Linked DNA regions of Zea mays: region 1 is linked to region 2. Evidence: chromatin contacts called from public Hi-C data. All regions are on one chromosome and are shown on one strand. The core of a region is the stretch at or near the end of the contact, and the rest is flanking DNA. Distances in the headings are between cores, read along the strand shown.

Region 1 (4,424 bases), core at 298-2,797, 89 kb before region 2:
GAAGAAAAGCGTGCCTTTCTGAATACTTATTATTTATAACCTACGGTTGGAAGGATCGCAGACATATAACCAGAAAAATTAGATGCATAGCAAACGTGCTTAACGATCACATCACGTTGACCAAATCCTAACCACCAGATATTTCAGAAAGTCCCGGGGGGGGGGGGGGGGGGGGGGGGGTATTTTTTGTGCAACGGGGAGATCGCGGAGAATTTGGAAAGAACTCGAATTGCTTTTACAAGAAGACACGGAACGACTGACGGGGCTGTACAAACATGCTGCTACCATGAGATTTGTTCATGATGAGATTCTACCTTCTTTCTCAGCAAGAAACACAGCTCATTTGTGATTTGTTCATTCCAGAAAGGAGGCGGCAACTCTGAGTACGGTTGAGCAAGCTCCTCTAATTTCGCAGCAGTGCTAATAAAAAAAGAATACAGCGAGCAAGCGAATTCAGAAACGAATCCGTTTCCAGCACCCTGTCCTGACAGCAACCAGAGAATCAAACATGCCCGGGAGAGAATCTGATTCCCATCGCAATTCGCGACCACCACGTTTCAAGTTGAGCACTGCGGCCAGCTAAACAGACAGGTAGAATCTATCGAGATTCGACCTTCCAGTAGGCGCAGGAGGGACGGGAGGAAGGTAAGGTTGGAGGTAGCAAAATGCATCAGCTCCAATCCACACTCCAATCGCCCGGAATCCCCGGTTACATCACCGCCAAGAGCGGGCGCACCAAAACGCGATCTCCCCGCCGGCCGTGATCCCATTCCATCGTCGCTCACGTGAATCGACACACAAATGACAGCCGGAAAGAGAGAGAGAGAGGGAGAATTTTCTTTTCGTGAACGACAAGTTGGCAGCGGCATGGCGTAGATCAAATGGGATCGCAACAGGAACCAAAGTAAGAGAAGAAGAAGAAGAAGAAAAACAGGGATCTTCCCACGCTGCATTCGACGAGCGCGCAGGCTGAGGGAAGAAGGGCGGGAGACGCACCGGGACGGAGGCGGCGAGCGGCGGACGGCGGGCGCGGATCTCGCGTCGAAACCAGGGCTCGGCGCGAGATCTGCCGCGGGAGGCGGCGAGGTTCCACCAGCTCGTGGCGCGCGCGCGCGCGTCTCGCTGCTCTTGTTTTGGGAGGAGAGGAGAGGAGAGGGGGAGAGGCTGGACGGAGGAGAGGGGCGGGCAGATGAGAGGTGTGTCGCTCGCTCGCCGTCTGCTTCTGGTGCCCGCCCCGCTCCCGCGTGGTGTGGTGTGGTGTGGCCTCGCCAATTGGGGCTGGTGGAAGCGTGGGTAGCTTCACGTCCACCAACCAAACTGCCCCGGGCCCACACGGCTGGAAGTACCTGACGGGAAAGAAAACACCGCATCAATGAAAATACGACAGTTTGCCACCCAGTGATGACAAGGCATTAGCTTAATCCCCTCCTCTTATTTCCGTTTTGACGCGATAACAATGTGAAACACTCATTCATCCATGGCACTAAACTCGGTTCCAATTTTAACCCAATCCTAGTTTCAAGTTTCTAGGAAGACAGGATGTATGTATTGACTCTTAGCGCTCTCTCTCTCTTTATACTAAAAATTAGCAGCTAGAATTACTATTAGTGGACTCAAGTAGACCTAATAATAAACATGCCAATTAGTATTAGATATTGTTAGGCATAGCTAGGTCCGCAAAAAAATTTGAAGCTTGCGAGCCGGCTCGTGAGCCTCGAGCGAGCCGAGCTGAGCTAGGTTTTCAAGCTCGTTGAGGAAACGAGCTGAGCCGCTCTGACTCGTGAGCCGGCTCGCGAGCTGCACAAAAATAATCAACCTACACAATAATAATGAATAATAGATAATTTTATAGATATATGACTCGTTTCTTAATTTTTAATGATGCATATATAACAATTATAATTTAAATTATTTTTAATATCGTGTTGGCTCACGAGCTGCATAAAAATAATCAACCTACACAATAATAATGGATATTGGATAATTTTATAGATATCTGACTCGTTTCTAGTCTTTAAAAATGTATATATAACAATTATAATTTAAATTACTTGTAATGTCATGTTATAATTATTTATTTCATATTTATAGATAATTAATTCACTATATAATGTAATATGAGTTTTAAGGTGCAACTCGCGAACCGAGCTGAACCTCTTTTTACAGCTCTGTGAGTAGACGAGTCGAGTCGGGCTCAGCCACTACTAAACAAGCCACACCGAGCCGAGCCGAGCTCGGCTAGCATAGCCTACGACGAAACTCTAATGTTCTAGTGATTCTAGTAGGCACCAAACCTTTGACCATTAAAATGGCGACGGGAAGTTCGAGTTTATTCGTTGAAAAGCTTTAACGTGGAAAATATAAGGAAAGAGTGCGCGCCTGACTGTTTAGAAAATGCTAGCCAGATCGACGCCTTGCACTTGCAGTGTCAAATAACTCGTGCGTTTGCGTCAGAAGATGCACAGTTCTTCAAGAGGGAAATATACTTTGTGATTTTAAAACTAAATATAGTTCGAAAACAAAACGAGAAAAAAAAACGGAACCGGTGCTTGAAACCGCGTACTATGAACGTTGAACGATGTCGTATTAATAAATTAATGAATTAATTAATTAGGGAGGAGACTAGTGATTCCAAGCTTTTGTAGGGGTGAACGTGTGAAAAGCGGCACGCGATTTTCGCGAGGCGCCTGGGGCGAAGGGTCCCCCACCTACGGCCAGACCCAGACTTGCCGGTCGCGTACGTGTGCCGCAGGCCCCGTCGGACGATGCGGACTGTCGCGTGGGCCCGACGGCACGCGCCCCCAGGGAGCGGGGAGCCGCAGCGGGGCGGTAGCGGTAGGTCCCAGCGGTGTCTCGCGGTCGCGGCTATTTCCTTTGACCCCCACCCGAATACCCATATTTTTAAAGCAAACTCGTCTGATGAAAAACGGACGAAAAATAAAAACTCTTCGGGCTAGTTTGGGAACCTATTTTTTCACGGGATTTTTATTTTTTTAAGAGAAATTATTTCATTTTCCCTTCAGAAAATAAAAATCTCTTGAAATAATGTAGTTCTGAAACTAGCTCTTCTCATATTTTTTATCCCTACAATTTATCGTCAGAACACAGGAGTAGAAGTTCAACGACCACGGGCAAAAACGGGTACTACGGGTTTACGAAAACAAACTAATACGACCGAAAATAAACGAAAATTATCTCAACGGAAATCCAAACTGTATCAGTGTACAAGTACGAAATTACAACATCAAGTAATAATTGCTAAAAAAATCATAGCCGCATCCCACGTTCTACCAACTGCAGCCTGCAGGTTTTTTCGACACTCACACGGTGTTATATCCGCAGTCCAAAATTGAAGTTAACAGTCCACTAAATAGCAAGGAAGCAACAAACAAGTCCATATGCATGATTGCATGACCCACATAGCCACTAAACAGCAGGAAAATAAGTCTGTATGAGTACATGACCACGTAGTATAAATGTCCAAATTTCTTACACCTAGCCCATATGAATTCAGTTTAGAGTAATAGTCATACTGACACACACATACAGACGTAATAAAAGTTTTTTTCAATATCTTCATGACATCAAGCATTCGCAAATGATTCAAACACCGGTTCGCCATGGCTTTTAGCTATTTGCAAGATTTCTTCACAGCTCGCCATCTTCATTCATGAATTTGATATCACTATCCCGCCTTTGTTCATGGACATAGAACCGAAGGAGGACGGTACCTGAAGGCTGGAGAAGCTGGCGATGGCGAGCTGGAGATTGGAGAAGCATGCCGCGTGCTTGTGTTGTGCGGCTGCCGCCCGCCGACGATTTATCCGAGTTAATTTAGAAATATCCTGACCAAATATGGGATCCTAGTAATCTGAATGGAAAATAGTCTTTTTCATTTCCATCCTACTCCCACGTACTTCGTCTCGACCCCATATTTTTTGGTATCTGAAAACGGATGGATTAAATATGGAAAACAAGGCGAGTGAGAACAAGATTCTTTCCGTCTGTTTTCATCGCTACTTGTCAGGCATACACATATCTAATTATCCAGTTGTTTGGCACCAAAATGAGCACGCGGACGGTCCGACCCTGAGGCCGGACAATCCACGGTCCAAACAGTCAGTGCTTGTAGGCCGGACGGTCCGCGCATGCGCAGAGTAGATTAGGGTTCCGAGTTTTGTGCTATGTTTGTTAGCTAGATTCGCAGAATTAGCTCGGAATCCAGTCGTGTAAAGGGTCCAGCCCCCTCCTCTATAAAAAGAGAGGTCTACGGCCGATTTGTAATCATCATCAATCGAATCAAACACTTCTATTTCGCATTTTATCCTAGAAGTAGTTCTAGTCTAGTTTAGGTTTAGCCTCTCGATCTCCAAATTCTCGCTTCTCTTCGACTCTACGCCGATTAGAAGAGTCTAGGTCGGTCT
Region 2 (4,582 bases), core at 470-2,969:
CCTAGCTAGCTCAGGCTACGGGGAACAAGACCGGCGTCCCATCTGGCTCGCCCCGGTAAACAAGTAATGATGGCATCCTGCGTGCTCCATGACGACGGTGGCTCTCAGCCCCTTACGGAAGCAAGGAGACATCAGCAAGGATCCGACAGCCCCGACAACTGTACTTCCATAAGGCTCAAGCACTCCTCCGACGGCCACGACATCACATGAACAGGGCGCCAAAACCTCTTCGGCTGCCACGACGGCATGTACTTAGGGCTCTAGCTCCTCTCTGCTAGACACGTTAGCACACTGCTACACCCCCCATTGTACACCTGGGCCCTCTCCTTACGCCTATAAAAGAAAGGTCCAGGGCTCTCGTACGAGAAGGTTGGCCGCGCGGGAGAACGGGCTGGCGGACAGTCTCTCTCTCTCCCACGCGGACGCTTGTAACCCCCTACTGCAAGCGCACCCGACCTAGGCGCGGGGCAACACGAAGGCCGCGGGTTTCCCCTTTTGCTGTTTCTCCCCCCTTCGTGCTCCGTCTCGCGCCGACCCATCTGGGCTGGGACACGCGGCGACAATTTACTCGTCGGTCCAGGGACCCCCGGGGTCGAAACGCCGACAGTTAGGAACACCAACAACAAGTAACACCAATTAAACTGCACTAGATATTAATACAAATCTCTTCATTGAATTGTTGCATTTTTCTTCTCCATGTTAGTTTCATGAGTTGCTTCCACTTTGCACTCTACATGTAACACCAATTCATACATGTTTAGTTTACATGGTTACACAATGAATCCACAATCATTATTTGGAAGTAGCCTAGAGGAGGGTGAATAGGCTAAACCTGAAAATTATCACCACACCACTGGGTTCGAATTTGTTCTTGTCTTTTTTCCGTCATAAAACCCAACAAATTATGATGGTGTTTGGTTAGACAAAATCTAACACGATCCAGTTACGCCCGTGAATTGATACTCATACAACTGTTTATTTGGGTGCCATCTATAATGAGATACCCTGTAATCAAATACTGTTGCGTTCATTTTCAATCCTCCAATCCACTAGTGTTATCGCTGATACCACTCCCAAGTGATAACTAATATCTTTACAACATCCAACCAAACAAATGGCGTAACGAGTGATTTCAGTTCTAATCCTCTATGACTTGTTTCCATTACCTTTACGTTACTTAAGACCTTGTTTGAATACTCTCGAATTCACCTCAATCCACATGTGTTGAGGTAGATTAAGGCCTTGTTCAGTTATTCCAATTTCATGTGGATTGAAGTGTACTAAAATGGATTGAGATGGTTTTTGTCTTGCTATGTATTTAAACATCACTCAATCCACATGGATTAACGATGGCTTGTTCGTTTCACCATTATCCATGTGGATTATGTGGTATTGAATCGGTTTAAATTCATAGTTGGTCAAAATTCATCTCAATATATTTCAATACACTTCAATCCACATGAAATTGGAACAACTAAACAAGGCCTAAAGTGTAATTTAGTTTGAGTTATACTCTAATCTACCTTAATACATGTGGATTGAGGTGAATATTATACAAGAGTATTGGAAACCAAACACCCTATATAAGTCAAGGTACAAACGATGTGTGCACCAAACAAAAGGCACATCACTTCATGATCCGAGTATGTGGGAACGGAAGGTTCGAATTTATTCCTGGCAAGTGCTCGCATCGCATCTCTTCCCTCAATTCACATGCAGGGATCATATTCGAGAGCGACATGAAGCATTTCAAAAACCGCATGTGCCGCACATGGCAACCACATCAATACACAGCTCAAGCAAGAACACCACCAATCCCCAGCAAACATGGCAGGGACTTCCTGGTTTCCTTCAGCCGCGCAAATCCAGCAGAAATTTCAGACGGCAATATATAAAAACGCTTTCAGGAAAAAAAATATATTTTCAAGTTAAATAAATGAGCTTAGTGGTACGCCCGGGTTCCGCCATCCAACACCAGTACGAAGTTCCTACAGACAACACAACCCAACCCACACATCCTGATCCGACGATCACCACCCTTATTTATGACGTGTACTCGAAGGCCGGGGGCGGCTGGGGCTCGTCGTCGACAGCCATGCCAACCGGCTCGCCGGCGCTGGATGCCGGGGTGCTTGTCGTGGCAGCGGTTGACGGCGCGTCGGTTAGGGCGAGCTCCTCGGCCTCCGTGGGCTCGAGGTCCTGCAGGAGGACGAACCCCGAGGGGGCAGCCTTCACCGGCTTGTACCTGCTGTCTTCCAGGAACTTTATGAACTTCTCCTGGGCTGGAACGACCCGGGCCGGGTTCGTCAGGATCTGGAACGTAGGCTCTGGCTCCGGGGCCTTCTCTGCAGCAGCACCAGCAGCAGAAGCGCCGTCCACCTGACGTCACAGAAAAAAAAAACCAATTGCCAGGGTACCGTACCGATCAGTTTGATGCAACCCAAAGCAAGCAGGTTATTCAGCTTGGGACGCAAACCAAGGCAACCAGTTAACACAGCTTTGTAAACTAATGGCAATGCTCACCTGCATCGAAGTAGAAGCACTGGAAGAGTCCTCTGCTTTCGCCTTGGCCTTGCTCTCTGCGTCCTTCCTTGCCCTGGATTTGGACTTGGCATAGGTCGACAGGATGGCCGCCGGCACCTTGACTGACGTGGCTGTGGTCTGCTGGGTCACTGGCTTGGGGTAATCGAACAGCGACGGCTTCGCGTTCGACAGGAACTCAAACTTGGGCACTTTCAGGTCGGAGTTGAGGCCGATGAGGGCCGTCGGGGAGAAGGCCAGGCTTATGAAGTAGGTGAGCGGGTACCAGTACCAGAACTGGGTGAAGACGGCTAGCCCGACAACAGCGGTGAGCCTGTCGTGCTTTGACCTCGACTTGAGCTTGATGGTGACATTCCTGCCACCGGCGTCGAGGATGCCTGAAGCCAGTATGGCGCCCATCTTGCTCATGGCATCCTCGTGCTTGTCGAGGATTATCTTTTCCAACTGGCGCCTGAATGCTCCAACGCGTGGATCGTAGGACTCGTTGGTCTGGATCATCACCATTGCCATGGCGATGAGCGCGCCCTGCCGTACAAAGTCGACGACGTCTGATGTCAGAGGCTCCAGTAAGGAGATGGCTTCACTTAATCCTGTTCCGGCGCAGGAGATCCCGACAGCTAGAGCTGCACCGTAACGGACATGTGGATTGTATGATTCCGACAGTAGGGACACGATTCTGGGTGTCTGTTCAGGCTCGTTGTAGAGAACGAAGCCGAGAGCCAACACAGCGGTCCTCCGCACGTCATCGCTCACGTCCGACACCGCAAAATGCAGAAGCTGGTGGATAGCTTTGTTATTTGCAGTCCCTCTGTATGCTAGAGCCAATGCATACATGCCACCATAACGAAGTATGGGATCTTGATCTCTAGTCATTTGTTCAATCAATGTGTCAGCTTCTTCTTCCCTGCCATACACTGTCAATGCAATTCCAAGTGACAAACCCCTGGAGGTAGGAAAGGAGTCAGAACAGGAGCATCTTTACCACAAGAAAATCATGTACAGAGTAGTAATTACATTAACTTGTTTATCAAAAGACATCCTACCTGATAATTTTCTCGTGTTGGGTATCATGAGCATAAGCAAGCATCTCTGTGGCCTTTTCACTGGCCGTGCCAACCATGAGCAAACCCATGCCAATACCCGCTGCTTCACCGGCCACAGCACTATCTGTGTACAGAATATTCTTGATGTCCTCGCATATTTCCTCGTCTGATGTACCTAATGCTGCAAGCCCGAGTCCCAGACAAGCACCATGCTGGACCACCTGTATTGTTCCAAGTTAGCATCCAATTGTGTGAAAGAAAGGAAACATATGTATGGTTGCTACGGCGCATGTATATAAGAAACAAAAAAAAAATCTTTCCCACTGCAGACATTTGCCTCATTCCCACATTTCCCCCACATGCAGGCTACTATAAGATTGCAGCAATATTGTACTCAAGAACATAAACTACATCAAGATGTATACTGTAGTCACTCATGAAAGGATTGTTACCAACCAAAAATTTGGGAATGTGGCCCTGGAATAATACCTCAGAAGTGGTGTTGCGAAGACTCTCACGAAGGAACTCTTTGATTCCTTCACCATGGTTGGCATGAATCAAACCAAGAGCATAGAGGGCACCTCCTTCCGAGTATGGGCTACCACTACCACCAGCACCATTCTGAGGCAGGTAGGGAGCCATCAATGCACGGCCTTGTTGAAGATGTCCTCTGTGAATGACACCTAGTCCAGCAGTGGCACTGAACTTGGCCCAGTTGGTTGCCCTACCTAGCCATTCCTGTAATACAGACCAATATGTGAGAATAAGCATACCAACCATAGCAAACTATCAAAATCAAAGATGCTAAGCATTCAATAACATCAAACACATTGTGAAACAGATCATACCAAGTTTTCTCTGAGGAAGGTATCAACTGTTGTCCCTGCATGCATGATTGCATTGGAGCATATTGCTGCGCTGTGACAGACACTGTTCCTCATTTCCACGGCTTGCTTTATAGTCTTCAAAATTTGAAGATCAGATCTGTTAAAAGAACA

The links. Hi-C and Micro-C count contacts between places; a contact is called where the count stands out from the background.
Region 1: a Hi-C map of tassel shows a contact between it and region 2, with 4 times the contacts expected there. The contact joins the promoter of LOC109942973 here to the enhancer-like site in region 2. A contact is called at or near these places in 5 of 25 Hi-C or Micro-C datasets (ear, leaf and tassel).

What each region holds. Positions count from the first base shown.
Region 1 is chr10:67,758,083-67,762,506 of Zm-B73-REFERENCE-NAM-5.0, reverse strand. It overlaps LOC109942973 (ethanolamine-phosphate cytidylyltransferase), which reads right to left and starts at 1,547. Exons shown (of 10, transcript XM_020545589.1): 1 at 997-1,547.
Region 2 is chr10:67,669,123-67,673,704 of Zm-B73-REFERENCE-NAM-5.0, reverse strand. It overlaps LOC100382965, which reads right to left. Exons shown (of 11, transcript NM_001353406.1): 7 at 4,433-4,568; 8 at 4,074-4,322; 9 at 3,585-3,805; 10 at 2,524-3,484; 11 at 1,902-2,379. The coding sequence ends at 2,044. Among protein-coding and RNA genes, the nearest start is that of LOC100382965, 14 kb to the right of the region's middle. Within about 2 kb of position 1,719, at least 8 of the 20 cell types and tissues checked have an H3K27ac peak or open chromatin away from gene starts, as enhancers often do. A contact at or near this core is called in leaf and tassel, where this site is marked.